Linked DNA regions of Gossypium arboreum: region 1 is linked to region 2. A link is a contact called in public Hi-C data. All regions are on one chromosome and are shown on one strand. The core of a region is the stretch at or near the end of the contact, and the rest is flanking DNA. Distances in the headings are between cores, read along the strand shown.

Region 1 (5,266 bases), core at 2,679-5,178, 370 kb after region 2:
GTACTTTCTAGAAAAGCTATGCAAAATGGTTTCTTCTTTAGCAATGAAGATCACTCTAACTTCTTCAGGGAGAAATAAAGATTTAAAAGAAGGAAGCAAAATAGAGTCTCTTCTTTTAAACTTCAGTTCTATAAATATACGAAACTTAACCCATGTCTCTCACTAAGCAAGATCCCTAATCATAATTCACGCACACGATTCCATTAATTAATCACCATTATCAAGACTTTACAGGTGTCTTGCTATTGACACATTCCTTACTTAAAGTTTGACACGTAACTGATACGTGTCCTACCTACCCCGGGATAAAATATCGAACAATTAACTCCGTTCTAAAAAAAAATTTCACTGGCGTGTTCACGCATAAGAGAATTCACCAAACATAGGAGTTATTCAAATGCAAGAAAAGTGAAAACACATCAGATGGCGGATCACAACAAAATAATTCGTCGGACAAATCCGCCCTAAACTTAGTCTAATTTTGATGATTAGACGAACTAACTTACAAGATCCCCTACCCATGCTTGCCGTGTCAGCCAGCCAAAATACGAATTTTAATATTTGGGGTGTGACACATCATTCAACATCAGCTCATGAGATTAAAGTTCGTTCATGAGTTTGGTAAGATTCAATTTCCTATTTCTTAAGTTATAAGTTGTCCTAAAGCTTGCAAACTCCTTAGACAAGGTTTAGGTATTATATTTAAGCTTAACCCAATTGTGCTCTACCTTTGCTAAGGAACCCACAAGCATAAGTGTAAGCATAAGCATGTGATATTTCATTAAAGTCTGAAACTTTTGTTTAAAGTTCATTAAGTTGGTTAATGTGGACTACTAAGCCAAAACAACTTGGCCTCCAAACATGACCTGCAAATTGTCCATGATCTCTTTAGTAGTCCTATATAACTTTCATGTTTTGTAAAGCATTATATATACTTACAAGTATGTAGGAACGAGATATATCTTTAACCTCTTTCCATCGGGATTGGGTCTCAAGTTAAGATTCCAGTAGGCGTTCATCATCAATAACAAATTTATAGTTCTCAAAGCTCAAAACAATGTGCAAATTTTGTTTCCAATCTTTGAATTTATTTCTAGTTAACTTTTTTTTCAATAAAAATATTAATTAAAAGGTGTTGGTAGGTAACCATAAATCTTTTTTATGTAATAAGCAAATATTTTGATTTATTTTTAAACATGTATATATTATACGTGCTTCTTAAATTAAAAACCTTTAAAAATAGTTTAAAAATAAATCTTTTAAAAATTGCAACTATTACAATAAAAATTCTCACACCTATTGTTTTATTTCACTATGGGGCAATCACAAAACAACTATTGATAATATAGAAATCAATCTAGTTAATTTATGAATCCATAATCATTTAATTCAACCACCAATTTAAATTAAAATTAGTAGAGCTTCTTAGGAGTTACTAATTACAATAATTTTGATTGTTTATTGATAAGTGCAGTATTTCTTATCTATTTATAATATTTCTCTTATTTATGTTCTTAACTATATCATTTATGCTTATATTTTATTTATTAATTATTTAAGAAATAATTGGAGAAAAAAATTAAACTTTATTTTGGTAAGTTTTTGCGTATTAACTTTTAATAGAATGTAACTTCTATATTTTGACCATAATTTGAGCTGCAAATTTTTTTTTTTTGAATTCATAATATATCGATTCGAAAAAAATTAAAAAATTTAACTGAAGTTATTTCATAAATTGAACCTATAAAAGCTTTAGAAAGGCATCTAAAATAGCCTGAAAATTTGATCCAAAACTTATCAAGAAACCTAAAAAATTCTAATTTATTTAATTAATGACGCTTTTGTGTATTCTCCATTATATTTTTTTTTTTTTTACAAATAAAACTTGGAGATACTGAGGCATATTCGCAGTATTTTTTTTGCTTTTTTGTGTTTTCTTTATTTTATGGGCTTCAAAGCCCTTTTGTCTCGTAAAAAGATTTTAAAAGTTTGATTCAATAAATTCATAAGACTTAATTCGTGCTTAAATTTTTCTTTATTCTTTAGTATTCGTGCATCTTTTGTTTAAATTATAATTGTTTAGGTTTGTTAAATATTCACCAGTATTTGATAGCTTAGAATGGTTACTTTGTCAATTAAAATAATTAAATCAGTAGTTCTTTCATACATTCTAATACTAGTGATGAACTGCATAATTGTTTATGTCATAGTTTATAATTATGTTGTGCGGATGTGTGATCTAGCTTAAATGAACTCTATTAAGGTGAGTTTGTTGGATAGAATTAGGTCTCTCTCATTCTTAATGTTGTCGGTAAGTTAAATCTTGAGCGTTAAATTACAAGGTTATTTATCAATTAGGGAAGTAATTTCAAACGAGTTGCCTCTTGGTTACCAAATAAGTAAGGATAAATTGGTTGCTCGGTATTGAGTCAACAACTAGAACTAATTTATTAAAGATATTGAAGTTACTTTGCATCGATAGTTGAATCTATAAATCAAGCAAAGATTTTACTTTTGGCTAGAGATTTTTCTCATTGAGTTTCTTATATTTTATTTTAGTTTACTTTATTTTAATTTCATTTTAGATTTTAATTTTAAAATCTCCTTATTTTATTTTTATTTTACTTGTTTATTAAAGAAATAAAATTATGTCTGATATTTATAGATATGACCCTGCTTACTAATTTATATTTTCAAATGGTTTTATTTTTGGAATTCTTAATACCCTAATATGTTGTACATGAATCACCATGAGGCAATTTTAATAGAAAAGAAATCCCATCTTACGTACCAGAGTTAGTAAACACTTGCGGCCAAGGTAAAATAGACTCAAAGAATTACCATACTTTCATTCGTGGGTTTTGTTTAAAAACCCTCACCCAATTTTTTAAAAACTTGCAAAGATTTTTAATTTAAGAGTATATGTATGATGAAATGAAAATAAATTTGAGCCGCATCATTCTCTAGTTATCAAACAATAGTCCTAATATGAATATCTTGTGCATCATGACCTTATGAATGACCCATTGATTTTTACATTACAAAACAATCTTTGTGGTACAACTTAATATTAATTATTGCTTTAATCATTTACTTATTGTGCAAATTAAACTAATACATTTAAATACTTTTATAATTAGAATTATTTATAGCAAATAAGGATACATAGCCTAACATCAAACATCAATGAGGAGATTCACAATAAAATAATTTAAATAGAGAATAAGGAGCACGATGAAGAGAGTATACAACACAACCAAAATTTTTGGAACTAGTTGGTATCTTTCAAACTAGGGAAAATTCTTCATAAGAAACTGACAAAAGCGTTTAAACAATGCATGACGTCCAGTTTTGGGTAGAAAAACAATCTGGATGTCTTTCATTTTGATGAAGCTACTAACAGAGATTTCATGTTACCCTAGAGGAAGGAATGTTCATCTTTGATACTAATTATTAAATTAAATTTACGATTTTCTTAACTAAATTACTTTATATTTGAAAGTTAATATGGGTTTATTAAGCTCATCTAGAACTATATTATATATGAATTCCTCATGGCACATTTTCATGAAATACCGGAAAAACTTTAAAACTATTTTCTTCATCACACATTCTTCAATCAAAACTTTTTTGGGTTCTAATTTTTTCCTTCTTTCTCCCACCCAAAGCAGGTGCATAAGTTAGTAGAAAAAGGTGCCAAGTGTAGTGTTGGGTAGTTTTGTGAATGTTAATCACTTGGTATTTCTCTTTACTTATCACATTATTTATGATCCCTATCAATTAAAATAAATATATTTTTTTATATTATATATACGAAAAGACTATAAAAAATGTAAAAAAAAAATGTGTTTATTTTTAATTGATAATAACTATAAATGTTGCGGTAAAAAGAATTTATAAAATAATTTTTTCAATCATATACTAGGGTTGGGTTGATCCTTAACAACCCATTTCGGGTGTTTAACGTCTCCCATAAATCGTTAAGATAGAGGATATTCTGCTTTTGCACATTGATTTTGGGATAATAGATGAAAAAGGGTTCAAATAAATTTGCAATTTAAATGACCCAAGTCCCATGGACCATCCAAAACTTCCGCAACCTATTGAAAACATGCATAAGCCACAGAAACATTTTAACAGGCAAATCCCTCCACTCTCTTTACATCAAATCCCTCGTTCCTTCGTCAACTTACCTTTCCAATCATTTCATCCTCCTCTACTCCAGATGCGGCCTTTTAGCCACTGCCCACAACGCCTTTTTCCAAACCCAACATCCCAATACCTTCTCTTTCAACGCCATCATCGCTGCCTACGCCAAGGAATCCCTCCCTTCCGTTGCCCACAACCTGTTCGATCAGATTCCTCACCCAGACCTTGTTTCTTATAACACTCTCATTTCCGCTTATGCGGATTGTGGTCGGACTGAACCTGCATTGGAGTTGTTTAAGAAAATGAGAGACTTGTTTTTTGAAATGGATGGCTTTACTTTATCTGGGGTCATCACGGCTAGTTTGAATGATGTGTGTTTGATTAGACAGGTGCATTGCTTTGTGGTTTTTTGTGGGTTTGATTCTTATGCTTCGGTCAACAATGCGTTGCTTTCCTGTTACAGCAAAGAGGGTTTTTTAAGGGAAGCAAAGCGGGTGTTTTATGAGATGGGAGAGTGTAAAGATGAAGTGTCTTGGAACTCCATGATCGTTGCCTATGGGCAGCATAAAGAGGGTGCAAGAGCACTGGCATTGTTTCAGGAAATGGTTAGGAGAGGGTTCGATGTTGATATGTTTACTTTGGCTAGTGTTTTGACAGCGTTTACAAGTTTAGAGGACCTGTTAGGAGGATTTCAGTTTCATGCTATGTTGATCAAGACTGGCTTTCATCAAAATGCTCATGTCGCCAGTGGTTTGATTGATTTGTATTCGAAATGTGGAGCTGGCATGTTGGATTGTGGGAAAGTTTTTGAAGAGGTTTCAGGACCGGATTTGGTTCTCTGGAACACTATGATTTCGGGGTATTCCTTGCACGAAGAACTCTCTGACGAGGCTCTCAAGTGTTTCCAAGCGATGCAGCGTGTCGGATATTGCCCTGATGATTGTAGCTTTGTAAATGTAATTAGTGCATGCTCCAATTTGTCATCGCCTTCTCAGGGAAGACAGATTCATGCACTGGCAATCAAATCTGAAGTCCCTAATCAAATTCAAGTCCATAATGCCCTGATTGCTATGTACTCAAAATGTGGAAATCTTCCCGATGGAAGACGGGTATTTGA
Region 2 (5,358 bases), core at 1,868-4,367:
ATGTTAAAATGGTAAAATCAACTTTTAGTCTTGGCAGTCGAGCCTAGGATGACAAGTACATTTTCTACCATTCAAGCTTGACCATATTCAATCTCCATTCTATGGTTTTGCTTGATAGAGTAGAAAGGAAAGATGGAAAATATAAATTTCCTTTCTATTGGTAAGCTTGGTAGAAAATTGAGAAAAATTTTAAAATTATAATTTTTTTATTTTTCCTTTGGTAGAGTTAAAAATAAATAAATAAATATTAAAAATATATATAGTTTTGAATTAAAATATACTCCTCTTTCATTTTTTCCTCTTATCATTTTAATTTAAAAGAATTAATTTTATACATTAAAATAAAAATAATTATTTTTTCTATTAACTACACTTAAAATTTATTTTCTCTTTCTACCTCTTAAATTTTCCATGGCGCATTTTATTTCTCTTTGGGATGGTTGAAGATGAAATATAAGCAAAAGCACCTTTATATTAACTTATTGATCTTCTTTAAAGGAAGATTATTTAAGAAAAAGAAACGCATTGGATTGTGGAAACGGTCAGAACAAAACACCACTATTTAATACTTAAATAATCAAAACTGCATGACAGCCATTTATACCAATATTAAAACATGTAAAGTTAGTAACAAGAATATAGGGTTTTCCTGCAAATTTTCTCTTTTCTGCGTTCTTTTGACCTTCAAAACAGATTTTATTGCCCTATATTTCTTCCATACAACATTAATTAATGCAAAAAAGAAAGAAGAGTGTATCTGACTTGCTTTTCAGGTTCTAATGGAGACGGTGAAGAAAGTTTCAATCGGGATCCACTGCATAGAGTCCGTCAACGTCATGCATGCATGCTTTGCATCACATACATGGTTTCGCCATAACATGCATAGGCGGAAAATATCTGATGAAGTAAAAACTATTAGAATCTGCATACGTAATTTTTGTTTTCGTTACGTTTTATTTTGATTTGAGTTAATTATATAAGTGAAGAGGTGATCGACATATATATATATATATATATATATATCTTAAGAAAAGAGCATTGAATTGAGACAGTCTACAATAACAATCTTTGAACTTAATCTAAGATATTAAAGGTTTTGAAATATGGTTGAAAGGACTTTTGTTATTTTAAAGAAATATTTTCACATATTAACAACATGACCTTAGTATGTATATATATATAAGGTTAGATTTTACTAGCATGTTACATACTTCATAATTTCTTTCATAGGTGAATTTAGGTTGATCCATACTTTAAGGAGTACATAGAAGAAAAGAGGTTTTGATAATATTAATTATATAGATTTAGATTTAGATGATGATGAATTCACTCAAAGACTAATATTTGATGAAAAGAAGGTTATGTTAAATATTAAAGAGGAAATAACCCAACAAATATGGAACAATAGAACAATTAGATAAAATTAAATATGACGTTTATTTTTCTTGTTATTTTTATTAGTATTGTATTATCTACTATCTTTTGGACTAACGTAATACATATAATGATTTGATTTTAATTTTTGTTACTTGTTTAGAAATTTTTATTGTGTTAATAACATTTTATAGTAATTAATATTTTTAAAAATATAAATTATGTAATTGTGTAATTACAATTTGTATTACCAAACACGACATAGAAAATTATAATGTAATTACATTCCGTCAATGAACCACGTTTAAAAATTACAATTCTTTATAATTACAAAATAATATAATTATTGCCATAATAATTACACTTTTATTCCTATTATTATATGTTGTCCAAATACAACTTAAAAAATTGAATTGGAGGTCAGATGATGAAATATATTTGTTAAATTTATTAGATGTTAAACTTTGTTTTGAAAGGATGCAATGTTAATTTGAATAAACAATTATTAACACATTCGTTCAAACAACTCATTTAATTTTGATCATTAATTTTTATTAGTATTTTCTTTAAATTTTAGGATTATAAATAAAAGATATTCACGAGCATAATATATAAATACTTGTTTAAATAATAGTAGCATTAAATTAAATTAATAAAACGAATATTAGATAAAATCATGAAAGAATCCATAGAAAACTTATAAATATGCGTAAGAGGCACCATGGCAATTTGTCTTTAATTTAATTATTGTATAAAATCTTTTATTAATTCTTCAAAGCATGAGTTGCGGTTTAACTTATTTAACAAGTTTTTAGATATAGAAAGACAAAACCCTTTGACACGGTAAAAAAGGAAGAAAGCATTGAACTTGAATTGGTAAGTGTTATACTACTTTTGATTAAATAAAACAAAAAAAGAAGAACTGCATTTACTTAACACCAATAATATTGGTAAAAGAATTATATAAAATATATTAAAAATTGAATGAATATTTAGTTAAAATGATAAAATTAAATATTTAAAAATTTTAGTGTTTTAAATTTAAATTCCATTATATGTAGAATTTTATTGATTTTACATAAAAATATCAAAAGATAAAAATACTTTTATAATAATATTTTTTTTTTGATAAAAACAACCCAAAGGGTCAAAAAACCTCAATTAAAAGCATCATGAATTACAATGTTATGGATTTCCAAAAGATAATCCATTTTAAAAAGCAAATTACATTTCTTTTTAATAGCCAAATTACAAAGCAAATCTGCAACTTTGTTGCTGTTACGGTTAGCCCATTTCATTTGGACCGACTCAAATCTATTAAAATCCATACACACCTTTTTAGCATACCGACTGAGGATAGTCAAATCTTCATTACGCTTGTTTACTTTATTAACCAAATTTGCATTATCCGATTAGAAGATGATGTTTGGCGCATTCAACGTGGTTGCCAGCTGCATGCTCTCAACAAAAGCTTCTATTTCAGCCCAGATTGCGTCTAGCTGTTTTTCTTTAAAACCATAGCAACCCCCAGTAACAAAACCATCCGAGTCTCTGACAATAACACCATACCCCACACCACCGTTTGAGATAGCCACGTCAAAATTAATTTTTATGTAGCCGATCAGTGGTTTCATCCAATTTTTATTTTCCAAAGTAAGAGGGATAATAGGGGGCTCTGCAATGGTGCAAATTTTGAAGTCTTCGCTAAGGGTTTTTGCCTTTTCCCAAATCTTTCCAGCAACATCCCCCTTTCCATTGAAGACTAGATTATTTCTATGGTTCTAAATATTCCAAATGAGGGTGAAGAAATCAGCAACGGCTTTGGCATCTAGCACGCAAAGGACATCTTCTAACCAATCGATACAGTGGTCATAAATCCCTTCCATCAATCTGTTATGTAAGCCGCCAAGAGTAAGGATCTCACAAGACACAGGGCAATCTTTCATTACATGGATGATCGTCTCTGTACTGTTTTTGCATCTGGGACAGGTGTAAAACCCAAATTTTGCCCACTACCCCAATACCCAATACAACCCATTACAAACCCAAACCAAAACACTAAACTAAACCCAAAATCAGGCCCAAAAAAACTTAACCCAAATACAAACCCTAGCCCACAACTTTTTCAGAAAAAATAAAAAAACAACAAAACCCTAGGCGCCACCCTAGTCATTGCTAAGCCTGCTACTGCCACTCCTCTATCAGCCACCTGCTCTGCCGCCATCAATCACTCTGCAAATAAGAAGAAAAACACGCAAGATCAGTAGCAAAAAAGAAGGAAAAACAGTGTTTGTAAATCAGCTATAAAGCCATAAAAATCGAAATGTAAAAGGGGGGATTTTTGATGGAATACAAACAATAGATATTTCAAACACATACAAAAAAAAGTAAAACAACGAAGCAGATTGAAGAAAAAAAAGTTAGAAGCGCAAAGGTTACTTTTTTTTCTTTATTTTACTGTTTTTAAAATCGTCTATATCAAAAAATTTTCTTTATTTTCCTTTTGTTTAAAAAATATATATATCAAGTATATATAGTATATAAAAAAAAACTTACCTTTCGGAGTTTCAGCCGCCATGCACGGTGGTCGAAGGCCGCGGTCGACGGCGGTGGTCTGCCGAAACTCTCTCGCCGGCCCTGGGGCTTCTTCAGAGAAAACAAATGGGGGAGGAATTTTTTTTTTTTGAAGTGTTAGAGTGATTTTTAAAAAAAAAAAAATTGGCCTTAAATAGACCTCCAAAACGACGCCGTTTTGGGCAGGCCTTTTAGGCACCAAAACGACATCGTTTTAACCTGGACCAAACCGACCCAACCTGCCTAGGATCCATGTGTTTTTGGGCAAAGGGGTTATTTGCGATTTTAGCCCTTCCGCTTTTCTATTATTTTACAATCAAGTTTCTTTTATTTTTCAATTTTGCCCTATAATTTATTTTGACCTTCAATTTCGTCCCTCTTGGTGCTGTGTATTTTAGGAGGGTGGGATATTGCCCATTTTGGTCCTCTTTTGTTATTAGCGCGTCTAAATTGGTCCTTTTCCTTTTATTTTTATTTCGAATTCGCCCTGAGCTTCTATTTTAGGTTAAATTTAGTCTTTTTTTGTTATTTTCACTATTTTATATTAAATTAACTAATTTAATATATTATTATTACTATTATTATTATTTTAATATTATTATCTAATATATTATTATTTTTTACTATTATTACTTATATTCGTTAGTATCATTATTAATTTTATCTTTATTTTCTTTACTATTATTTTTATTATCATTAAGTATTTATTATTATTATTATTTCTTATTTTGTTTCATTTAATATTTTTATTTCCTTATTGTTTTTGCCTATTTCATTTTTTTATTTTATTTTTATTTATTTAAACTTTTAATAGTTTTTATTTATTTATTTACTTATGGTTTTTATTTAGCCTTGTTTTTATCTTATTTTTATTCTTGCCCATATTCATTATTTGTACCATCATATCATTATTATGTTGTTACATATATTAGCACCGTAATTTGCTTGCACATTTTACCATAAAATCATGTTACATTTTTTATTCGATACACTAAAATGTTGTTTTAAATAAGTAATATTTCGTATTTCGAGATTCAAAAAGTCGTTCCCTAACTTACAGGATTTTGATTCTCTCGGTAAATCCAAATATACGAATGTTTTAAAATTTTTAAAATAATCTCGGTATTAAGAAAAGATCGTATTCTAACTTACGGAGTATGATTTCTTTCTAAAACCGAGAAAATCAAATATCTTTCAAAAATAAATAATTTTCGGTGTTTATTCTTGTTTCGGGAATTTAAAATACTGTGTCCTAACTTACGGGACAATTTTTTTCCTCGATTAACGTGAAACACACCTTTTTCTCAAAAAAAATTCAATTAAGTAATATTTTAACAAAGGATCGTACTTTTAAAATCTTCAAAGTTCTCAAATTTTCGACACCAAGACATTAATTAATCAACTAGGTAC

What was found. A called contact is a pair of places that touch in the nucleus more often than the background predicts.
Region 1: a contact with region 2 is called in a Hi-C map of leaf, with 2.6 times the contacts expected there. The contact joins the promoter of LOC108477491 here to the enhancer-like site in region 2. A contact is called at or near these places in 2 of 5 Hi-C or Micro-C datasets (both in leaf).

The regions. Positions count from the first base shown.
Region 1 is chr12:45,323,318-45,328,583 of ASM2569848v2, forward strand. LOC108477491 (pentatricopeptide repeat-containing protein At3g49710) reads left to right here and starts at 3,929. Exons shown (of 1, transcript XM_017780036.2): 1 at 3,929-5,266. The coding sequence starts at 4,062.
Region 2 is chr12:44,949,479-44,954,836 of ASM2569848v2, forward strand. No RefSeq gene overlaps it. Among protein-coding and RNA genes, the nearest start is that of LOC128286152, 68 kb to the left of the region's middle. Within about 2 kb of position 3,118, at least 2 of the 2 cell types and tissues checked have an H3K27ac peak or open chromatin away from gene starts, as enhancers often do. A contact at or near this core is called in leaf, where this site is marked.